2 separate regions of the Mus musculus genome follow, and region 2 is linked to region 1. The links are chromatin contacts, called in public Hi-C maps. All regions are on one chromosome and are shown on one strand. Each heading gives the region's core, a stretch centred on a gene start, on an enhancer-like site or on the middle of the called end of the contact. The rest is flanking DNA. Distances are from core to core; before and after follow the strand shown. Region 1 overlaps Slit3 (slit guidance ligand 3). Region 2 holds the start of Rars (arginyl-tRNA synthetase).

Region 1 (4,743 bases), core at 636-3,135:
TGGCTTACAGGATTCCACTGGGCTCCTCCCAGGGACCTAGTGGTGACTTATGTCATCACCTGATGCCACTAGATGTACTCCTGGCAAGCCTCTCTTTCAGGCCTTCTTACTGTCTTTCTCTGCCCTCTTTTCTTTACACTCAGTTCCATCTGCCTCTATCCCTTCTCCAGGTCTTCACTCCACTTCCTTCCTCAAATAAACTTCCCTTATACTAGGTCTGTCACATGGTATGTTTTCTCAGGGGGACACCTTGGCACAGGGCCTTCAAGGTACCACCCCCCTACCCCTGCCACCACACTGCCACTGCATTATATTTCACAATAGCCTTCCTGAGTCGCTGGCCATCAGGGTGGCACCAGACACAGGCCAACGGGCTGCTCTGGTCATGCCTCTTAAGCCTTCCTGAGTCACGGGGTAACCAGAGTCTAGAATTGGGGTGACTGGTAAACAGACACCATTAGCTAGACAATTTCTGACTCTTGTTAAAAGCCGCTTGCAGCTCTGTCTTGAGATGGGTAGATAGGTATAGAAAGCTATGACCTTCTAACCACAATACTACAGTGGGCATAAAGGGACAAAGCAGAGATGCACTGTCTATCCCGATCCCACTAACAGAGGAGGTTATGTGCTTAGCGTCTGAATTCATAACTGTTCCCCACAGGGAGTCTAAGGTCTCAGAGAGTAGATAAAAAAAATAGGAGACTGGTTATTAATTTACACCTTCTCATGGACCTGAATATCCATGCTCCTCACCCCAGGACACCTCAATGCACAGAGCTTGGGCATTCATCCTTAGAGAGTGGCAGTGACCCTACCCCCTTTTTAACCGAAGCACACATTCTAGGGAAGACACCAAAAGAGTTCCATGACATTTCCCTAGATGAAAACTGTTCCAAGCTTAGGAAGGGGATGGCAATATTTAGTAGGTAAGTGGGTTGCTCAAAACTGCTCATTGATAAAAATCCTTCCTGCAAATAAAGGGAATTCAAACAAAATCTGATTTCAACCAGTCTGATTAATTCAAATTGTCAACAATCAGAGATGAATACAGACTCTGTGATTAAAATACATGTGTTCACCGAGTTTGGGTGTGCTTCTGGAACCTTCTCAACCTCCCTAATGCTGTGCCCCTTTAACACAGTGCCTCATGGTGTGGTGACCCCTCCCCCAACCACCAAACTGTTTCCTTGCTATTTCATAACTGAAATTTTGCTACTGTTATGAATCGTAATGTAAATATCTGATATGCAGGATATCTGATAGGTGACCCCTGTGGGGATTGTGACCCACAGGTTTAGAACTGTTGTTCTAGAGCATCAGGCTGGGCAGCAAGGATCTCAGTAGTTACTCAGTTTTGGCTGACTCTCTGGCTAGGTCACCATGGATTAACCTCTCTGAGTCTCCATTTCATTATGGGCACAATCTTTACAATAATGTCTACTTATATCCCGGAGTACGGTTGCATGGGTCAAATGAAAAATGTGAAATGGCTCCGCAGAGCCAGGAAGCATTATGTAAATGGGAGGCATTAGAAGAGTGCCGGTCCTTTCTATATGTGCATTCATATACAGCCCATGAATAATTCATGAGGTTCATGTGTCTCATCCATTTTGATCAATAATTTCACCTCCATGTCCACACAGAACATTAGGGACAGGCATTTTGGATTACTGCTTTGACAATAACTGCAAAGGTATTGAGGAACACTCTGGAGAGAGGAAAACAAACAGGAAACAGCTGAGAGTCGCTTTAAGCCACAAACTCCATCTGAACAAAACTCAGCAAATCCCTAAGCAGTAATTCAATAAACAAAGCCATTCACTCTAGCCCACCCCCACCTCCCAAAGTCCTTGGTGGCCCAGCAGCGGCACACTTGAAGGTTCACTTTGTTATGCACAGTCCCCATTCGAGGACTAATCTTTTTATAATGAACTTAATCCAGTTAGAACTCCCTAGAATGGCCACATGTCAAAGTAATTGGATAACGGCCCGAGATTTTGTAATTATTGCTACTCCTCAAGCTGGGCTGGTTTGAATCTGCCCAGCCCCTCCCATCACTGACAACCCTTCCCAATGGGAGGAAAGGTGGGTGAGCTATCTTGTGGGGTAGGGGTTTTAGGGGCAGTGGAGGAGACTGAGAACGGAGGAGGTGGGAGTCAATCTGTCTCTCCTAATAGGCTGCTCCCGGCAGTCAAGAAGTGCACACTTCTGCACGCGTAGGTGTCCCCACACCATGGGGAAGAATGATTAGCCCAGTTGAGAAAATGGCTTTGAACAATCCTGCAGCTGCTCGGGCACTGCCTCCCTTCCCTTCCCGGCTCATTTTCCAATTTACCTTCCCCTGACTGAGGCTTGCTACAGCCGCCTCTGTCTTCACCAAGTCCCCGCAGCAAAGCACAGCTCTGGAAGAAGTATGAGCAGACCCACCGATGATGGGATTAAGGTGCCAAAAGCTCTCCCAGAAAACACACTGCTCAAAAGCACAAAAAGACTCAAGGTGGGGTGGGGTAGGTGAAGCTTCGGCTTCACTGGATGTGCGTTGATAGTCTATGGGAAAATCTGGACTCACCACCCACTGAGTTATTTTGTAATTAAAAAAAAAAATCAAGTAGGCCTTTCTCTTGAACTCTACACTTAGAAGGCAGTGTCTCCTTTAGGCACTGAGAGGGGACTGCCCTCTGCTTTCCCATCCACCCACAGGTGGCTGATAAAATACAGATGAGAGGGGGACCCCTGCCTGGAGGATGCTGGAGGGAAAGAGACACCTTGGTTGCTCTTTCCTAGCTTGGCCCATCTGCATCCTTGATGTGTAAGTGCTGAGCAGGTAATGCGACAAAGGGTAAGGCCAGCAATTTGTAGATGGAGAATGAGACTCTGGGAGCATTAGCTGATGCCACCCGGTCACACCACACTGATTCCCACCAGGGAGATGCCTTAATAACTAATGACGCAAAACCATCACCCGGAGAACAGAGTCAAAGGGATACCAAAGGCTTCTAGATGGGTGGCCATCAATGAGGCTGGAGAAATACAGGCACACTAGGCTGGCCTCAATTAGGTGTGACTTATCTTGTGCTAGCCCCCTGCCTGGAGTCCTAGGCACATGCCTTTCTTATCATAGGTTCTAAGTTTGTTCTTGGTTATTCCACACATATCAACATGGAGATAGCACAAAAAGGGCTCACTGCCTGCTTTTAGGCTAAGCTTGGGTGCTTCCTCCCTACACATGTACCTGTGACTTTGTGAGGAGGTAGTGGCGTTTCACAGAAACCCAGAACCAGGAAGAAAAGAAAGGGGACTTTGGGTCCACCAATCTCAGCCCCATCTCCCGATTTGCTCTAATCTCAGGTCTTGCGTTTATTTTCACAAGTGGATTAGAAGCAAGAGTTCTCTCCCCGGCTGTCAATTTGGCTGGCTGTCTGCTTTCGAAGGCCTTGTTGGGCCTCACCTGTTAAGCCTTGTTCTCACTGAATTCTTATAGCAAAGCAACAGGGCTGGGGTAAAACCATCTCTCCATGTTCCCTTTGCTTGTTTATAGCAAGTGTGGGATTGGGATCTGGCTCCTTGCTCTGAACACAATGAATACTGGCCTGCAAATTCCTCTTGCTGCCAGCTTGGAGCTCTTTGTCCAGGAGGGTGTATGAACCGCAAAGGAGGGCCTCAGCCCCTCCCAGTTATCCAGGCCTTAGCTTCTTTGTACTAGAGAGTCATACAGTCTGGTATTGCCATCAGGTTTGAACACAGGTCCAGGATTTTGAGTCCTGACCACGCCCCCCCCCCCAGGTGCCTGCAGACTAGGCTTGTCCTGCATTTTCCTGGGTGCCTTCTCTAGCCCCAAGGGTGGCAGCTTCTAAGGAGGGTTTTTCATAGTCCCAGAAGCGCTCCCGGGCGTTGCTCACACAGCACAACAGTGACATCCAGGGGAGAGGCTGGGTGATGGCAGGGACTGCAGCCCACAGATCTGGGGGCTGATTGGTTTATAAGCACATGGACCTTGAATCATTAGGGTGCAGGCATCTGGGGGCCTGTTAGCCAGCCCAGTGATTGGCTGAGGTCTTTCTACACTGGTCGCAATCCTTCAGTGTGCTTAGTTGAAGACTTGGGGGTGAGCATCTCCACCCGGTTAGCATCTTCACCCAGACCACACTGAACCCCAGCAGTACCCCCTGATCTCCTCATAAAATCTCCGTTCACAGAGCTTTTTTTTTTTTTTTTTAATCAGGTGGAGAAAAAAATTTCTGGAGCTGAAAAATGAGTGTTATCCTTCCCTTAAAAAAAATGGTTTCATTTATAAGCAAATGGCTAAAGCTTTCTTCATGTCACTAATAGTTTAAAACTTACACGCTCCATGCCATTCCATTGGGTTTGACCTACATTATGAAGAGTAAGGACACAGAACAGAGAAGCAAAGAACAAGGGGAATTATGCCCCGGAGCATGCACATGTGAAACATGCAAGTGTTTAAACATCTAAACAGAAACCAGGGACAGCATGAATGGAGAGGTTGCAAGAGCGGTGTAACATGAGAGGAAACAGACCCTGGCCTCCACTGCTGCCCCTTCTGCATGGGGAGGCTTTGAGCAAATGCTGCCCATTAGAGCCATGCTCTGCAGTGTCCTCTCCGCAGACTCTGGTCCTGGATGCTCCTTGGGTCCCTCTGGAGCTGCTGCTGACAGCCTGGGTGTCCGCCTTCCACTCCCACGGGCCCCTGCTCATTCCTCTCTTTGGCCAGCAGGTGGCAGC
Region 2 (5,084 bases), core at 376-2,875, 380 kb before region 1:
GAAAGTCGAAGTCCTTCCAATCCGGCTGTGTAGCAATGGGAACATAGGCGTTTCTCAGTGGCTTGTGACCTCTTTTTTTTCCTTCCTTCTTCCTTTTTTTTTTTTTTTTTTTTTTTTTTTTTTGCTTGTTTGCTTGCTTACCTGGAGACAGGTCCTTACTCTACAGTCCTAAAACTCACTAACTCAGGCTGGAATGAATTCACAGCAATCACAGTGTTGTGTGTGTGTGTGTGTGTGTGTTTTTAACATTTTTTTATGTGCTGTGGTGATAGCCAAGTGCCTTAATGCAGCATTTTCTCAAAGTGGGTATAGGTACCACTGGTGACAATATAGAAAACTATAGGCCCGGAGAGGCAGCAGATGTAATCCCAGAACACAGGAAATGCTTGAGTTTTAGGCCAGCCCGCTCTACCTAGCAAAAAGAAAACACAGGTAGATATGGCTGCATTCTTTATTATCTATAATAATATGTTGATTGTTTTTGAAAGTTTATCTATTTTATGTATATGGGTGTTTTGTCTGCATGTATGCTTGCACACCAGGAGAGAGCATCAAATCCCAGGGAACTACATGTTCATAGGTGAGTGTGAGCTGCCATGTGAATACTGGGATCAAACTAGGACCTCTGGGGGAAAAAAAAACAGCCAGTGCTCTCAACCACTGAGCCACCTCTCAAGTCCTATATTTATTTAATATGTAGCATCTTTAGCCCACACACTCAGCCCATGGATTCATAGATATTATTGTTTAGGATGAAGATAAGTAAATTTTAACGTGAACTAAATCCATCTTGGTGGTAAAACCACGTTACCACGACCCTTGGAAGGTGGAAAGAAAAAGATCAGAAGTTCAAGACAAAAGATCAGAAGCTCAGCTAAATGCAAGACTACCCTGGGCTACATCTTTCAAACGAACAGAAGAGCCTGAGAGATGCTCCAAGAGGCTGCCTGGCTCAAGTCATTGTACCACCTTCCTTTCTTGGTAATTAAAACATTGTTTGCCTGGTAAGGAGGCTGAGGCAGGAGGATGGAGAGTCAAAGGTCAGAGTGGAATACAAAAAGTCTACACATGCACATGTGCGCGTGCACGCGCGCACTACACATACAATGAAAAGGAAAGCCATTGTTTTCTCTTTCCCCTTTCAGGCAGTCTCCATTAGTTTAAGGACCTTTTTTTATCATACATTCTAAACATCTTCACATCCTGGAGAGAGTATCTAGCACCTTAATGTGAACAACAACAAAAATGCCTGTTTAACAGAGGGATGAGTTGCAGGCAGTGGTGGCGCATGCCTTTAATCCCAGCACTTGGGAGGCAGAGGTAGGTGGATTTCTGAGTTCGAGGTCAGCCTGGTCTACAGAGGGAGTTCCAGGACAGCCAGGGCTAGAAACCCTGTCTCGAAAAAAACAAAAACAAAAAACACAAAAAATCAAAACAAAAGAGGGATGGGTTCTGTGCCCATGCCCGCGCCATGCCTCCAAGCAGAGGGTAGGTTGCTTTGGCCTGCTCCCCGCCTCTCTCGCAGTGTCTCCTGGATCCCGTTAGGGGGCAGCAGAGGGCGCGCCCTGAAAAACCAAAAACAGTGACTTACCCGGGTAGGAATTTCCGTTTCCGGCCCAAACTAGACACTTCCGCTTCCGGCCGCTTGGCATGTGAGTCGCTGACGAGAGGATGGACGGTCTGGTGGCTCAGTGCTCCGCGCGGTTGCTGCAGCAGGTTTGTCCCTGGGCGGGGCGGAGGGCTCTGGAGCGGGCGGCGGCGGGGCAGAGTCCGCAGTGGCTTCCACAGGCGGCCGCGGCGACCCCAGTCCGGGACCTCGGGGCTTGCGAAGCCTTGCTGCTCCGCTGGCCCTTTCCTCTTGGCCGGGTCGTGCGACTGTCACTCAGAGAAGAGAGGGTGGACAGCGAGCGAGGCTCACTCTGCTGGTCGCCCAGGCCAGGTTAGAGCAGGACAGGTGTGCCCTGAGACCCAGCCGGAAACTTCCCAAGAAGCCGCCAGTGTTGGTCTGGAACAGTGTCACAATTTTGAAAAACGAAAGTAAGACCAGCCCCTTTTCTTTTTCGGGCCTAGACACTAGCGTTAGGAACTCAGTTTGTCTAAGTCTTCCCTGGACAATAACTGCTTTTATGCAAATCATCCCCGAGGTGCAAAATAAATGGACAAGCTCTTTACTGCTGAGTCCAGTGAATAGTAGCAGATCTTGGAGAGATGGGGAAAAAAAAAACCATATATATATGAAGTTTACGTAGACCCAGAAAAGGCAAAGACGGACACTTGAGTGATTTCGAATATGACAAAAGATGGATTGACTCCTTTTTGTCTCGGGATCTAACCCAGAGCCAAGGCCTATGTGTGGCAAGCAGCACTGAGGGGTGCAAGTCCCCAACTCCTACTGATGTTTGTTGGTTTGTTTTGTCGTTTTTGATTTGGTTTGGTTTTTTTTAGTCCCAAGTCATTAGATTTAGCAACACAGGTAGTAAAGCCAGAAACTTGTACTCTGACTAAATCAGGATGCACCTAGCTAAAGAAGAGACTTCCGTGTTTGACTCTGGCCCTGGACTTTCAACTCACAGCCTCTCAACTGCTAGGACTGGAGATGTGTACTGCCATGCACACTTGGCTGAGTTATATTCTCTGCCCCGCAGTCCCTCATCCCCAGCACACACATGTGAACTCAGTTCCATCTCATAAAGGATGATTGCTGACGTCAGTAAAATCATTGCAAAGTCCATTCTCATTTTTCTACCCCACATGTTGTGGAGAGCGAAATGAGGAAGTCTGTGGTAAGGTTTGCCATTATCCGGGAAGCATTTGTTTGACCTGGAAAAGTTGCCTTTCCCTTACAGGAAAGGGAGATTAAGGCTCTGACTGCTGAGATCGACCGGCTGAAGAACTGTGGCTGCTTGGAAGCTTCTCCAAGTTTGGAACAGTTACGAGAAGAAAATTTAAAATTGAAGTATAGGCTGAATATTCTTCGAAGGGTAAGTGCTCCGGATGTTTTCAAATAATTTGTTGTTGCTGTTGTTGTTGTTACTGAAGATTCTAGAAGTACGTGCTATAAGAATTGAGAAGAGGAGTTTGTTTAGAAATCAGTTTTCCTGCATAAGGCAAGTTAGGACTCATTAGGCTGGAGAAAGTGGGGCGGCACTGGCTTCCCAGGGCCCTTTTAAGTAGTTTATTATGATACCCCTTTTAAGTGGTTCATTACGATGGTTTAATGGTTTGGAAGTTGAGATTTCTTCAAAGGCTTATGTCCATGCTGTCAAAGGAATGTCTTTTGTTTTTAAAACCATTTTAACTACTGTAAAAGAAACAGTTTCTCAGGAGCAACTAACAGGGATGTTTTAAAATGCACTCACTGATTCCTAACTCCTCTGCAATGAAGTTGTTTATTTTGCAGTTTTGTGTTATGCTTTATAGCATCTTTTGGGGTTCTTTTCATTTAATGTTGCGAAACTTTCTCTGCCTCTCCTCCTCCCCATCCAACAGCCTCTCTATACAGACCAGGCTGGCTTCTGGGCTGGGCTGCCTCCATCTTGAAGTGCATTTTCTTCTTCTGTGTCTCTCAGGCTGGGTTTACAGGTGTGTACTACCATGCCACCATTTGAATAGCCTTACAGTCCAGCAATGCTTATCAATGTAGTTTGTTTGTTTGTTTGTTTTAAAGAAAGCCTACCTTCAGCTTCTTTGGCCTGCCTTTCAGGTTTGCTGATGACACAGCCTAGCATGTTGCCTCATTCATTGTTCTCCAGTGTGTGTACTTCCTTCTGGATTGCACAGGCACCGCTCCAAGTCCTCATCTCAGGCGTCTGACCAGTCCTTTGAAGCACTTTATTATCTGTGTGGAGGCAGCTGTGCTCAGATAGCTTTGTCAAGTGCTTGTGCGCTGCTGAAGGAAGTAAGGGAAATAAATCCACAGCTGTGGTGAAAACAAACTTCTCTGTGTGCAAGAGACAAGGGCAGGCTGATCTTTTAGTTCCAGACCAGCCTGGTCTACAGAGTGAGTCTCGGGACAACCAGGGCTACACAGAGAAACCCTGTCTCGGAAAACCAGAGAGAGGGAGAGGGGGGGAGGGAGGGAGCATCAAAGGACTAAAGTGCTGTGTGCCATAACTTCACTCTGCCGCCTTGCCCTAGTTCTTGGGCCACATACTCCACCTTGAAAGCACGTACCGGATGGTTCTGGCAGGAGGTGTTTTACCCATGTTCTCATAAGCACGGCTGCCTCAGTTTTTTCTTATTGCTTTTCTGTCTTTTTTATGTGTTTTTAAGATTTAGAAACGTATTTAGTATTGTTTTTGAGGCACAGTTTCTATTTAGCCCTGACCTTTCTGGAGCTGTCATAAGTAGACCAGTTCTCAAACTCACATAGATCCTCTGCCTCTACCTCTGCCTCCAGAGCCTAGCCACTTAGTACATTTATTAAAGTACTCACAGAAAGCTTTTTCACACCGATAGCACTCATACATGATTGCTGTCACGATAATGCCACTTTTAAAGAATCCGTAGATTTTCGGGAATCTGCTTCTAATCTTAGTTTTCTCAAAAGCTGTTATTTTTACAAATTTTTATAATGTGAGGTTTTACAAAACCTCAAAACAGTAAAGGTGATTGTACCAAAATGTGTCTGCTTTTGGCTTTATTTGAGTCCAGGTCTCACAGTCCAGCCCTGGCTGGCGTGGTTTGTGCTCTGTGGCCTGTAGCTCTCAGACTTGTGCAGTCCTCCGTCTTGGTCTCCCAGGACTAGCTAAGAGTAGTAGTAACTCCTTGCTCCCACAGGCCTAGGAATCATGGGAGAAAGGAAGACACACACGTATAAATCAAGTAAAGAAAAGTTGCCAAGAACTTGTCAGGCTGGCTCACCTCTGTAGTCCTAGCCCCGAAAGGCAAAGCAGGAAGATGGCTGTGTGTGCAGGGCCAGCCTGGGCTATAGCTCAGGAGCCGGCCTGTGTGAGGCCGTGGGTGCAGTCCAGCTCCAGATAAAACTGCATGTGGCTGCGCGTGGTGGTGCGCGCCTTGATTCCATCACTTTCTGTGGGAGGCAAGAGGATCAGGGAAGGAAGGCAGGAAAGAAAAAGTGTTAC

Evidence for each region. Hi-C and Micro-C count contacts between places; a contact is called where the count stands out from the background.
Region 2: a Hi-C map of the N1E-115 cell line shows a contact between it and region 1, with 15 times the contacts expected there. The contact joins the promoter of Rars here to the enhancer-like site in region 1. A contact is called at or near these places in 5 of 39 promoter capture datasets (the 3T3-L1 cell line, embryonic stem cells, hippocampal neurons and 2 more) and 4 of 484 Hi-C or Micro-C datasets (the N1E-115 cell line, cerebellum, cranial neural crest and 1 more).

What each region holds. Positions count from the first base shown.
Region 1 is chr11:35,451,778-35,456,520 of GRCm38.p6, reverse strand. The region is part of intron 4 of Slit3 (slit guidance ligand 3); the gene reads right to left. Among named protein-coding and RNA genes, the nearest start is that of Gm39705, 90 kb to the left of the region's middle. Within about 2 kb of position 1,885, at least 8 of the 459 cell types and tissues checked have an H3K27ac peak or open chromatin away from gene starts, as enhancers often do. A contact at or near this core is called in the N1E-115 cell line, where this site is marked.
Region 2 is chr11:35,831,069-35,836,152 of GRCm38.p6, reverse strand. Rars (arginyl-tRNA synthetase) reads left to right here and starts at 1,625. Exons shown (of 15, transcript NM_025936.3): 1 at 1,625-1,716; 2 at 2,847-2,981. The coding sequence starts at 1,672.